Regions from separate parts of the Bos taurus genome. Here region 2 is linked to region 1. Evidence: chromatin contacts called from public Hi-C data. All regions are on one chromosome and are shown on one strand. The core of a region is the stretch at or near the end of the contact, and the rest is flanking DNA. Distances in the headings are between cores, read along the strand shown.

Region 1 (6,269 bases), core at 437-2,936:
ACTGACTTACACAGGCCACGTGGCAGACAAGGGTTGGACCCCTTTGATCCCAGGTAGTTTGGACCCAGAGCCTGCACCCCCTCAAGCACTGTACCGTGAAGATCACATAGAGGATTAGTGGATGCCAAGGCCAGCCCTGTGCTCTACCTGCAGTGCAGGAGACCCAGGTTCGATCCCTGGGTTGGGAAGATCTCCTGGAGGAGGGAATGGCTACTCATGCCAGTATTCTTGCCCGGAGAATCCCATGGATAGAGGAGCCTGGTGGGCTACAGTCCATAGGGTTGCAAAGAGTCAGACAGGACTGAGTGACCAACAATTTCACGTTCAACCCTGAGCTCTTCTTGAGAACCAGTAGGATCCAACACTGTCAAGGTTTGATGGTTGATAAGAAGGACCCTTCTTAAACATCCCCCCCAAGTGGGGACACACAAATGTGGTATTTAGGGGGGCAGCCTTGTCATGGCCATGTCCTCAGGGAGGAGGGATCAGGGACTTGGAAGGCCGTTAGGTGCAAACTATCCTGCTTGATTTCAGTAGCTGTTAGGACAACGATGAAAAGAAAGGCTTGCCTCTATGGTCCTCAGATTTTCTTATCATTTCTAGGAGTGCTGAGTCTGGGAATGTATTTGGCCTTACACCCTGCCAAACTTTTGGTATTTTGCCTTTTCATAGGATTGATTTCCTTTATTTCTGTCTTCATCGAGATCTCCATTTGGATCTCTACTCTTGAGTGTTGACGAAAAGGATTCCATCCCCATTTCTTTCTCTGACCAGGACTTCTTGCTGCCAGATCTGTTGTTTTGTTGCTGTGTATAAAATAAAGCAATTGTTTTGGAGTATTAAATAATCAGACTTTTTGGGAAGAGTAACTTGATCTTTTCTCTATTGCACGATAAGAGGAAATGTTAAATCCAGTGTTTTTTAAAAAAGGAAATGTTTACGGAAAAAATGATATTGGGAGAAACTAATCCTTGGGCAGCAGTCAAGGCCGAGGGCCAAGACACAGCACTGAACATTCACTGGGAATCTTACTCCAGCGGAAGCAGGAGCAGTGGACAGACAGACATTCGGATGCTTTTGGCTGACCATGGCCACGTGTGTGTGCATTCTTCATGATTTTTGTGGCAAATATTATATTTGATGATAAAAATGAAATTTTGTCATAAAACTTGCACCATCAATCTCTTGGTGTTTTGTGTTTTTTTACCTTGGAATTTTGTACAGATAGTTAAAAATAACTAGTTTAAGCATCAGCTCTAGCTAAAGAGAAGTTATGTCCTTCCTAGACCATTTCCACATTATATATAACCTTCCAAACGAAACCTAAGCATATAATTCTGCTGTTGGCCAGCCACCAAATTTTCATCTGAAGCACAAAATACTTGTCATCTGGGGACTGCCTGAATTTACTTTCTATTTTTTAACATTTCAAATATTTCTTTAAAATTTTTTTCATAGACTATTAATTGTCAAATAGAGATTGGAGACATGGCAATTTGGTGGAAAGAGCAGTGAATTGGACATTATGAAACCTGGGTTCCAGATCTGACCCCCCTGTGTGATTCCTGGACACATCTGATCTAACTGGGAACAGTTTTCTTGCCTGCAGCACATGTGCACCAGAGTGTGAGAGAAAGAGGTCTCCTGACCGGAGTGTGAGAGACCAGAGTGTAAGAGAAAGAGGTCTCCTGAACGCTCGGCTTTTGTGATTCAAGCACAGCAGAGTTCTTTCTTATTGTAACAGTGACCTCTTGTGGTATAGATCCTTCATCAGTTTTTTTGGTTTGCAAAGTAAACTTAGGATTTATTTTGTTGTTGTTTCTAAGTAACTGTATTTCGTATTGTAAGGCAAATCTGACTTGTCTTTAATTTTTATTTTTTTAAATTTTATTTTATTTTTAAACTTTACATAATTGTATTAGTTTTGCCAAATATCAAAATGAATCCACCACAGGTATACATGTGTTCCCCATCCTGACTTGTCTTTAAAAGGTAAATCTCAGCTGAAAAATCAGAGGTTGATTAAAATGAGGTAGTAAGAGCACCAAACTCCATTTCATAAGCAAGTCTCTGTGGTTTCTTCAGAAATTGTATTTAGCCTACTCTTGACACAGAAAGAGAACCGCTTTGGCTTTTGTGCTGAGTGCTGTGTGTATTCATCTTCCTCACAGAGACCAGGGGAAGAGGCGTCCGAGGGCCTCCTCAAGCTCCCGCAGCCCAGACCAGAGCAGGCTGGACATCAGAGCAGGTGAGGCTCCTGCGTTCCTAGAGGTCCCCAGCATCTTGTCCTCAGCATCTCCATCTGTAGAATAATCTTTTGTTTTAAAGATGTCTGATGTTGCCTCACTCTGAAATTTCCAGGAACTTTATCCAGCTTGGTCTCACATCAGCATTTATTTTTATAAATTTTTATTATTTTCACAACAGTCTTAGCACTTTACCCTTACTCGACTCCAGTGCCTCAAGCATCTATAGGTTGTAGTCTACACATAAATGATTTTATACTTCCTCACAGACGACTGCACGGAAATTATTTTGTAGAAGCATTTGGAAGGTTGCAAAATGTGACATTTACACAGTTCTTAAGTTGATTGAAAAGGAGTCAAAATCATGGCTTACTTAAATGACACTGTATTAGCTACATCAAACCAGCCCTTTGAGGCTTTAAACTGTTTGAGGAAATACGTAACAATATAAATCACAGGCTAGAAATGCTACAGAATATATTCACGCAGTGGGATATAGCACTTAGAAAAATGACCTGGAGTACATTTATAATACTGAATGAAATGAATATAAACATAACATCACATGAAAAAATTAAGCTGCAAAAACAAAGGCATGTGTTGTTATGGATACAGATCTATGTGCTAAATGTGATAAAAATAACCATTCAGTTTAGCGTGGTGGTAACCCTTGGGGAGGGGGATGGTTGGGGGAGGCACACAGAGGGCATTAACAATATCTGTAATGTTTATTTCTTTGAAATGAAGAGAAGGAAAATACAGTTAATATTTGACCAGACTATTTGTGGACACACAGGTGTTCATTACCTTCTTCGTATAATTTTTTGGTGCACATGAACTTTTATGAAACCAAGCTAATAATTCAAAAAATATTTTCTTATCTTCCAAACTAATTTCTTATCAATAAAATGACTTTTGTGACCAGCAGGAATTTCTGTAGTAGTCAAGAAAATCTTAGACTGATTTCCCAGTCAGCATTGTTGCTAAGCATCTTACATGTGCATGCTAAAAACAGCAGCCAATAAACATTGTGTTAAGTTTTTGTGTCCCGAACTCAAAGCTGTGGTGAAGAACTATAACCACTGAGACAGCAAAATCTTCAAAAAAACATGCTGAAATTTCTGCTTGACTTACCCAATTTCCTGTTGAATCATAATTTTTATATTTAGCAAACTGTGAACCTAGATGAAAGTGCTCTCTAGAATGTTAGGTTGTTGCCCAAGACTGAGACAAATTGTATTTATTTATCATCTGGTGATCTTAAAAAGTGATCACATGACTCCAGGCTTCCGTTTCTAGGGTAGGAGCTGGGTTAGTGTATAAAATGAGATTTCTTGAGAGCGCAGAGTTGGAGGAGGTGCGTGAGGGGAAAGGCCATGGCTGGACACCCCAGCTCACAGGGGGGTTCCTGGGAGAGGGTTGAAAGCAAACTCTTACGCCACAGTGTCTGGCTAACTTCTGTTCTGAGAAGAAACAAGTCTTGGAAGCGCTCGGAAGGGCCTGTGAGGGCCTTTCCTTTCCAAAGGTTAAACAAACTGCTCTGTGATTTCTGGCTCACCCCTGTAATTCAGCTCTTCCTGGGGTGAACACGTTATCAATTTTGTTTGTCCTGACAAACGGTTTGATAATTGTGGTTTCTCACAGAGTGGTTCTGCTTAAGAGAGCATACTGCATAGAAGGTAAAAAACAAACAAACCTGATTTCAACTGAAATCAGTGAAATTTGGACTCACTGAAGTCTGTATTTCTAAGAAGTTTAAGTTTGTCATGGATAATTGTCTATTATATTATTTGTCTGGCTTCTTATCTCTGGGCTTTCCCCTTGCCTTGATGTATGTTGATTTTATTTCTCATACTTTGGACTTTGAGTGTGTCCGACACCTGGGAATATGAGCAACTATGTTGTTTATACAGCTTGAATAGTCGTGTTTACTTTTAGGATCCGTATCCGTGATTTATCAGTGTCAGAGAAGATTTGTAAGAGTAATGAGCCAGAAGATGGAGGTGGTGGTCTGCAATCCTTTTCCTGCAGGTCCTGAACCTCGGGAGCTCTGAGAGCTGAGATACTGTATAAATTCATTTAGTGACAGTGCCTGACCTGCGCTGGTGGGAGTCCAGTGCTCGTTTTTGTTTCTTTAGTGTGTTATAGTCACATGTTCTGCTGCAGGGTGCTGCCTCAGAAGACCGTGCTGGCAGTAATATGTAAAGCAGGGTAAGCACCACGTGTGCCTATGCTAAGTCGCTTCAGTCATGTCTGGCTCTTTGAGATCCATGGGCTGTAGCCCTCCAGGCTCCTCTGTCCATGGGATTCTCCAGGCAAGAATACTGGAGGGGGTTGCCAGGCCCTCCTCCAAGATGCGAACCCGCATCTCTTATGTCTCCTACGTTGGCAGGCAGGTTCTTTACCACTAGTGTCACCTGGAAAGCCTGAGGGCCTGAGGGCGAGGCCTTCAGAGGAGGAAGGCTGTGGATTTTGTCTCTAGCACTGCTTCTGAGTGTCTGGCCCGGCAGCACCCCCGCCACTCCTGGCTAGACAGTCTTTGTTTTAGATCTTGCCTGTGTGCAGTGTAATCGTGATTTGCATTTTCTAATGCGATTTACGTTTCTCCCCGAAGTTATCTTTTAGTTTGCCAGTTTGCTTCAGGGCAGAATAGCCCCCGAAGAGGTCAAGTGCAATGCTGTGAAGCTCTGTGACCTTGGCCAGGTTACTTAATAACCCTGAGCCCCCCTCTCTTCATCTGGAAAATAGTGACAATGTGGGGACCTCCTGAGAGTGTTGTGACAAAAATGCAGACCTGCTGGATCTAAAGTACACCATCTGTGGGAGTTCTGACTCGCCCACAGCTGCCTCCTCAGGCTGCCTCTCTCTCGGTGCTCTGGTGATAACACACAGCCTGATACACTTCAGACAGGGATGACCTCTTTATTGGTTTTTTTTAACCAGGGAAGTGAAACCATGCTGACTGAGTGCTTCTAGATGCTAGGCACTGGGCTCAGAGCTTTGCTTACATCGCGTCTTTGAATTCTCATAACCCTGAAGGCAAATATTTTAATCTCTGTTTTGCTGATGAGGCTCAGAAAGGATAAGAAACCAGACCCTGTCACCCAGTGCGTCAGTAACGGAGTTGGGATTTGAACTGAGGTCTGTCAGCACCCAGAGCTCAGGCTTCCTGTTGCCCCACACAAAACCACTGGTGTGAGAAGCACTGGCCCCACAATAATGTGAACATTTTATTTTCTGTAGGAGAGAAAGTCCCTGCAGGCCTCCCTCTCAGAAAATTTTCCATTAAAACATTTTCAAAATCCTTGTTCTTTACATATCTACAGTTTTCTATTTATTTTATGTTATAGCGGGATATGTTTAAAAAGAAAAAACAAACAAGCAGAAACAAGCCAGAACTCCAGAGTGCCTCGCTGACAATAATATCAACATTTACAAAGCTGAAGGCTTTATGCAGTGTCCCAATCAGAGTTTAAAGTTATGATTTCTTTACATGATCTTTACTGAATTTAATTTGATTTGATTAGAAGACATGTAATTCTCATTAGAATTAGTTGGGTTGGGGGGGGCAAAGTGTAATGTAATTCCAGAGTTTATTAATTTTAGGGATGGATAACGAAGTCTCCTTGGCAGTGCTCTAGTTGTAACTCCTTTTTCACGGCTCTTTCTCTTGTTCTGTTTTTCTGTTGCAGGCTCAAAAGCTGACTTGCAAGAAAAGAATACAGAAATAGAAGTAGATGAAGTATTTTGGAATACAAGGATAGTACCCATTTTGCATGACTTAGAAAAAGGTAAAAAAAAAAAAAGTAGCTTTAGATCGAAAATATCTGCAGTTATTTGTATGTTCCCCATTGCCCTAATATTTTCAGTACACTTTGTCATTTCTGTGAACTTGTTCAGAAACAAGTGAAATCATCTATTTACCCAGTAATGTATGTATTCAATATTACATGTAAACCTAATTTTAGAATTATACTTTAAATACCACAAGAGAACCTACTTCTTAAAGTCCCTTTAGAATAT
Region 2 (6,096 bases), core at 1,394-3,893, 340 kb before region 1:
GATCCCGGGTCACGCGCTTGTGGATACAATGACATCATCTGTTTGTACGCGTCGAACTAGCTTGGTGCAGGGGCGGGGCCGCGCGTCACTTGAGTGACGGGTCCTGCGCAAAGCCCGGAGCATGGAGTCGGGTGGATGGGCGCATTCCTGCCTACGCTGAGTTGGACCTTTTTGTGTATGGGGTTGTTGCCGAGACCGCTCTGGACCGCTTAAGATACTTATAGTGGCTTGGAAGGATGGGGCGGGATATTTATAAATCAAAATTGGTAGACTCTCGGGGTGTGTTGCATGTAGTGCATTCTTAGCGCACAAATGAACGACTTGGGTACTGTCGTAGGATAAGGACATGTGAAGATCTTTTTCTAAACCCGAAGGAGTGTATTTTTTAAAAGTTTAAAAAAGCACAATTAGCTGCTTTGCCGTCATTTAAAAATTAGACTCATTATTTCCTCTTCACAGTTGTTCAGAATTTGTTCTTGCATTTAGGAACATGGAATAATTTGCTTTTCTTCCGAGTTAGTTACACTTCTCCCCTCGCTGGCCATGAAATTCATGCAAAATGAAACACGACTGCAGTCAAGTGTCCTACGTGAGAGACTCAGTTGCAAACCTCCTGGTGCCTGATCAAATCTGAGAGCATCAGCTTATCGAAGTCCTGAGGACACCAACATCTTAGCTTGCCAGTATTTTCACGCTGAGGTAACCCTTGCCGCCTGCGGTCAGCATCTTATCTCGGGTGTTACCTGGTGTCGGGTTCTAATGGGGAACCGGACACCAGGGCGGGCCCAGAGCCTGGCGGAGCGACGGGGACCCTTCGTCGCTGGGGAGGGTGCCAGGCGTCCTGCTTGGAGTCTGGGAGGCCACGCGACTGCGCTCGTTGAGCGTTTGGAGCTCTGATGGCCCCCCTCCCTCGTCTCCTGAGCCAGCGCCGTGCTTTGTTGTCGTTGAGGCTCCCAGGAGGGAGGAGGAGCCGGCCGAGTCTCGGCCCCGGCGCGCGCCCTGACACTCAAGCCTGCAGCCCCGCGGAACCGGGTCGCGCAGGCGCGCGCGCGCGCGCGCACACACACACACACACACACACACACACGCACGCACGCGAGCACACCCCGGCCCGCCGCCCAGCCCTCCCCCTGGGCGGGGACCCGCCCGCCCGCCCGCCGTCAGTCTAGGTTGAGGCACCCTGCGTGTGTCTATAACTTTGTGTTGCTGCCTCGACCGCTCTGCTTGGGGAAGGGAGGAGGAGGAATGTGGAAGGCGGCGGGGCGCAGGCTGACAGGCGGTTTCTCAGGCGGGCTGCAGCGGCGGCCGGAGCGCCTCTCCTCGGCCGAGGTTGCGCGCCCCCTCCTCACCGTGCCCCAGGCCCGCGCGGGATTGTGCGTCCTCCCCCCTCGTCCCTGAGGGGAAGGAACCGAGGTAGGCGCCGGAGCTGTGAGCGGGTCGACCGCCTTCCCGGCGACTCCGGATCTGCTTCTGAGCTGGGCCAGGCGCTTCCCTTTTCCCTCCCCGTGACTCGGTGTGCGCGCCCCTCTTCTCTCCCGCTAGTGTTTTTAAAGGACTTGAGTGAAGGGGGGAAACTGTCAAGATGGCAGCAGCGGGAGCAAGGAGGTGAAGAACGTGCTGGTCTGGGCTTTCTGGCGGCCCGGGAGACTTGGTGCTTCCTGACCTGTTGGAAGATTTACGTTCCGACTTGCCTCCCTTCTCCCGTTCTTCACTGGGAAGGGGGTGTAGGGCACAACGCCCGTGGGAGAATAAGCCTCACAAACCCCGAAAGTGGCCGTTGCCGCTCGGCTCGACCCTTTGCAAATATCCACCGAGCTGCTTGCCCTCCTTCTTCCCGGCTTCCCTTTTTTCTGGAAGTGACAAGGGCCCGTTTGCGCTCGGACCCACGCTTGCCCTCTCAGCCCGCGGGCGGAGAGGGAAATAGGGAGCTTCCCGCGCTGTCCCCGGGCTCGAGACCTCCGCTGGGAGGGGGTGGCAGGGGGGCGCGGAGGCAGCAGGGCCGGGCACTGGAAGACGAGCCGAAGACGCCACAGACTTTGGCGGCGGCGTCGCGGGAAGCACTTGAGCGGGCCCGAGCGAAACATAAACAAACGCACGCCCACCCGCCTGGACTCCGGCTCGGACCGCCACTGGGCTGCGCCAGCGCCGGCTGCTGCCCGCTTTAAAGGCGCGGCCCGCGCCCCTCCCCCGCCCCGCCCCTCCCCCTTCTTCCCCGCCCAGCCACCTAGCCCAGGAGAGACCTGCAGCTCCGGCGGCGGCGGGGGAGGGGGTGCCCCGTGCGAGCCCGTCGATTCGCTCCCGTCTCCCCAGCGGCCTGGTCGGGGGGCGGCGTCTGCTGCGCCAGGTTCGCGGGACGCACGTCTCCAGGTCTGCCTGCTCCTGGGAGGCGGGCGCGGTGCGGTCGCGAAGCGGTGGCAGCGGCGACGGCGGGCGAGGACTCGCCGAAGACTGGGTTCCAGCCCGGGATAACCAACTCTCCTTCTCTCTCCTCTCGTGCTTCCCCAGGCGGCGGCAGTAGCGGCGGCGGCGGCGGCGCCGCCTGGGAGCCCGAGCCTTCTCGGCGCCCCCGTCCCTCCCCCGCCGCACCCCGCCCCGGCGCGAGAGGAGAGCGCGAGAGCCCGAGCCGCGGGCGGGCGGCGAAGATGGCAGAGGCGCCGGCCTCCCCGGCCCCGATCTCTCCGCTCGAAGTGGAGCTAGACCCGGAGTTCGAGCCCCAGAGCCGGCCGCGCTCCTGTACGTGGCCCCTGCAGAGGCCGGAGCTCCAGGGGAGCCCGGCCAAGCCCTCTGGGGAGGCGGCTGCTGACTCCATGATCCCCGAGGAGGAGGACGATGAAGACGACGAGGACGGTGGCGGTAGGGCCGGCTCGGCCATGGCGATCGGCGGCGGCGGGGGCGGCCCGCTGGGCTCTGGGTTGCTCCTGGAGGACTCGGCCCGGCTGCTGGCTCCTGGAGGGCAGGACCCCGGGTCCGGGCCAGCCCCCGCGGCGGGCGCGCTGAGCGGGGGGACGCAGACACCGCTGCAGCCTCAGCAGCCACTGCCACCGCCGCAGCCGGGGACGGCTGGGGGCTCTGGGCAGCCGAGGAAATGCTCGTCGCGGAGGAACGCCTGGGGGAACCTGTCCTACGCCGATCTGATCACTCGCGCGATCGAGAGCTCTCCAGACAAACGGCTCACTCTGTCCCAGATCTATGAGTGGATGGTGCGCTGCGTGCCCTACTTCAAGGATAAGGGCGACAGCAACAGCTCTGCCGGCTGGAAGGTGCGTACCCACCTGGGGCGGGCGGCCGGACCCGCCGGGCCTCCTGCGCAGTGCGAGGCGCGTCTTCGATTCGACGGAGCGCTCCTGTGGCGCGGGGGAGAGGGGTTGGCAGGGAGAGCCTCCGTTGTGAGGTTTTGGGGGTTCTGTGTGATCCCGGAGGAGGGGCAACCGGGGACGGCCGCGAAGGTGGCTGGATGGGGAGAGAAGGCTCCTGGGGAAACCTCAGGCATGGCCAGGTGAGGCGAGGGGTTGAGGGACACCGGCGAGGGAAGGACAGACGGACCGGAGTGAATTTGCCGGATTCCTGGGTCATCGCAGAGAAGGTAGGTCTGCGGCCAACTTTGGAGTACAAGTCCCCCATCGTGCGGCGAGGCCACTGCGGGGGGAGTGAGGGAACGGGTTTGGGAGGGATGGGTTTGTGGTTTTCCGTCGGTCGCGGGAGCCTGGTGTGTTTTGACTACCTGGATGAGAGCCCTGTGTCCAAGTTTTTGGGCTTGTGGGTGTTCACTCCCACAGGCACATCAATCCCATTACAAAAAGCGGTGGTTGTAAACCTTTCCCTGGCCGGTTTCCTTTTCTTGCCTGTGTCCACATCTCTGTTCTTCAGAGATGTCTCTACAGCAGGTAGCTTCTGAGATGCTTTGGGCCTGGCACGGGCCAGCCCTTCTGCCTCAGCGGGGACTCGCTGCACCTGCTGCTTCCGCGCTGAGGTCCGGATTCTGGCGCTGTTTGAGGCAGGGGCTCCAGGTGTGCAGGATGGCGCCTGGCGCTTCACCTGGGCCTTGGGGAGGGAGGTTTGCTGGCAGGGCTGGACCGTAATGGCTTCTACCTATGAGTGAACCTGAAGAGAGGCTCTCTACTGTTCGTTTTCAGCCTCTTGGGGCACTGGACACGTGGTAGGGAGAGAGGTGTGGAAAGGCATATGATGTAATGACTTCCTGCAGTTGGGCATCCAAGGAGATTAACTCCTGTGCCCCCGCTGGGCCGCTGATACCCAGCGGCTTTGCTCTTGCACCTCATCCTCCTGGCCCCATCTCCTAAGATAGGAATGCATACCAGGCTAAAGGGAGCCCTGTGCAGCTGTAGATACATATCTTTCTGTCAGTTGCTTCTAGTAACAAGTTGGATTTTTTTTTTTTTTAATTAAAAAGGTGGTTGCTTCCTCCTTCTGTCCCTTCCTTTGTTGTCTTTGGGGAGCCCTGTACTTGCTAGGTTCCAGTGGGTGTATAGAATAAGAACAGTTTGGCCTTAGGTGGAGAACTGAAGCACTGGAGAGGAGCTAGTACATGAAAAAACTAAAGAATTTAGTGTTATTGACTTAATTTGGTTTAAAAAAATCTTGAAATATGCTTTAAAATTTTTTTATGGCTAGTATAGGGAAGGGGTTCGATACTTTAAAAGCAAAACAAGTGCTTTGATATTGTTCCACAAATCTGTCTCATCTTTGAACAAACGCTGTTGTTATGAATCTTAGGTTCGATTCAATTGTATTGCTTTGCAAAAGAATGCCAGTTGTGTAATAATAGGATATTTATGAAAAGGATGAGAATTCTGTTTCAAAGCAGTGCTGATGTGATACTTTTAAAAATTGAGTTTTCAAGTGGATAGCAAGGGTTAATCTCAGTATATAGTTATAGGAAGGGATGAATTTGTGGGATCTAAGAAGATGGATTGGGTGGGGTGTGGAGTCTTTTCTAAATTTTTCACACTTGAAATTTAGTCCTACATATTTTGGATTTGGTGCAGAGAATCTGTTAGTTAAAAGTTAGCTTTAAGTTAGTTAGAAAGTTAACATAGCAAGGGTTTTCACCTTTTTTATGATTTTTAGGATTATGAAAGTAATTTTAACATCACAAATAATATTTCTTGCATCGTGTTTATGGTTAAAGATAATACCAGTTTATGGCATTTGAAACTTTTTTTTAAAGACTTATGTGGGAAAGTGTGGCTACCAAAAATAGCCATGAATTGATACTGAATTAATTATATTTTCATGTAGCTTACAGGATCTGCAATAGAGATTTGGGGCCTAGTCTTAAACTTCGTGGTTTTATATCTTAACTCTTTTTGGTCTCATGGTTTGTTTTTTCTTCTCTGCTATCTCATTTTTAACTAAAATCTTATGAAGCATTGTAAATTGAAACTGTCCAGCAGTCATATGTTTAATACAGGGCGAATATTTTATGAATATTTTATCTTTAAAATTTTACAGCAGGTCCATTTCTGATTATCACATGATAACTAATCCTTGAAGACTATAGAGATCTAATTTAGAGTTTTTGCAAGATGATCTTTACCAAAAGATGCAGCCATGCAAGAACTTCCAGATCTTTGATGATGGAGAAGGCCCTCTGAAACTGGGGCTGCTGGTTTCACATTCCAATTATGAGTAATAGCCAAGCTTTTTTCTGTGCTTGTGGTTTAGTGGAGGTGGAAGAAGAGGGAAAAGGGAGAGGTCAGGAGCTAATTGTGACCTATTTCCATGCATCCAAGTTTCAGGAATTGATTCCTATCATGATTAGTCATTTGGAAGCAGGTGTGTGCTTTTAAACCACACTACTCTCATTCTGAGTTTTACATTCAGGTTTTCAACTTCTAAAAATGTCTAGAATTCAGGTTCACCTCTCCCAGTCATGTGTGCACATAGGCGCAGTATGCAACATCGAGGCCTTTTGTAGCTTTTTGGGCCTTTGTATTATGAGATCTTGTAACTAGAATTATCACCCTAAGAGCACAGAGCGAATTAGAAAAGAGGTCTTAGTGATCAGAATCAAGACCAGTGAATCAAAGCTCTGGTTGCATGTAAGAATTATCTGGGAGCTTTTAAAAAATATCA

What was found. Hi-C and Micro-C count contacts between places; a contact is called where the count stands out from the background.
Region 2: a contact with region 1 is called in a Hi-C map of skeletal muscle, with 4 times the contacts expected there. The contact joins the promoter of FOXO3 here to the enhancer-like site in region 1. A contact is called at or near these places in 3 of 11 Hi-C or Micro-C datasets (liver, skeletal muscle and skin fibroblasts).

What each region holds. Positions count from the first base shown.
Region 1 is chr9:41,276,313-41,282,581 of ARS-UCD2.0, reverse strand. It overlaps ARMC2 (armadillo repeat containing 2), which reads left to right. Exons shown (of 18, transcript NM_001075801.2): 6 at 2,172-2,248; 7 at 5,939-6,037. Among named protein-coding and RNA genes, the nearest start is that of ARMC2, 37 kb to the left of the region's middle. Within about 2 kb of position 1,686, at least 25 of the 102 cell types and tissues checked have an H3K27ac peak or open chromatin away from gene starts, as enhancers often do. A contact at or near this core is called in skeletal muscle, where this site is marked.
Region 2 is chr9:41,616,679-41,622,774 of ARS-UCD2.0, reverse strand. It overlaps FOXO3 (forkhead box O3), which reads left to right and starts at 2,643. Exons shown (of 2, transcript NM_001206083.1): 1 at 2,643-3,260. The coding sequence starts at 2,643.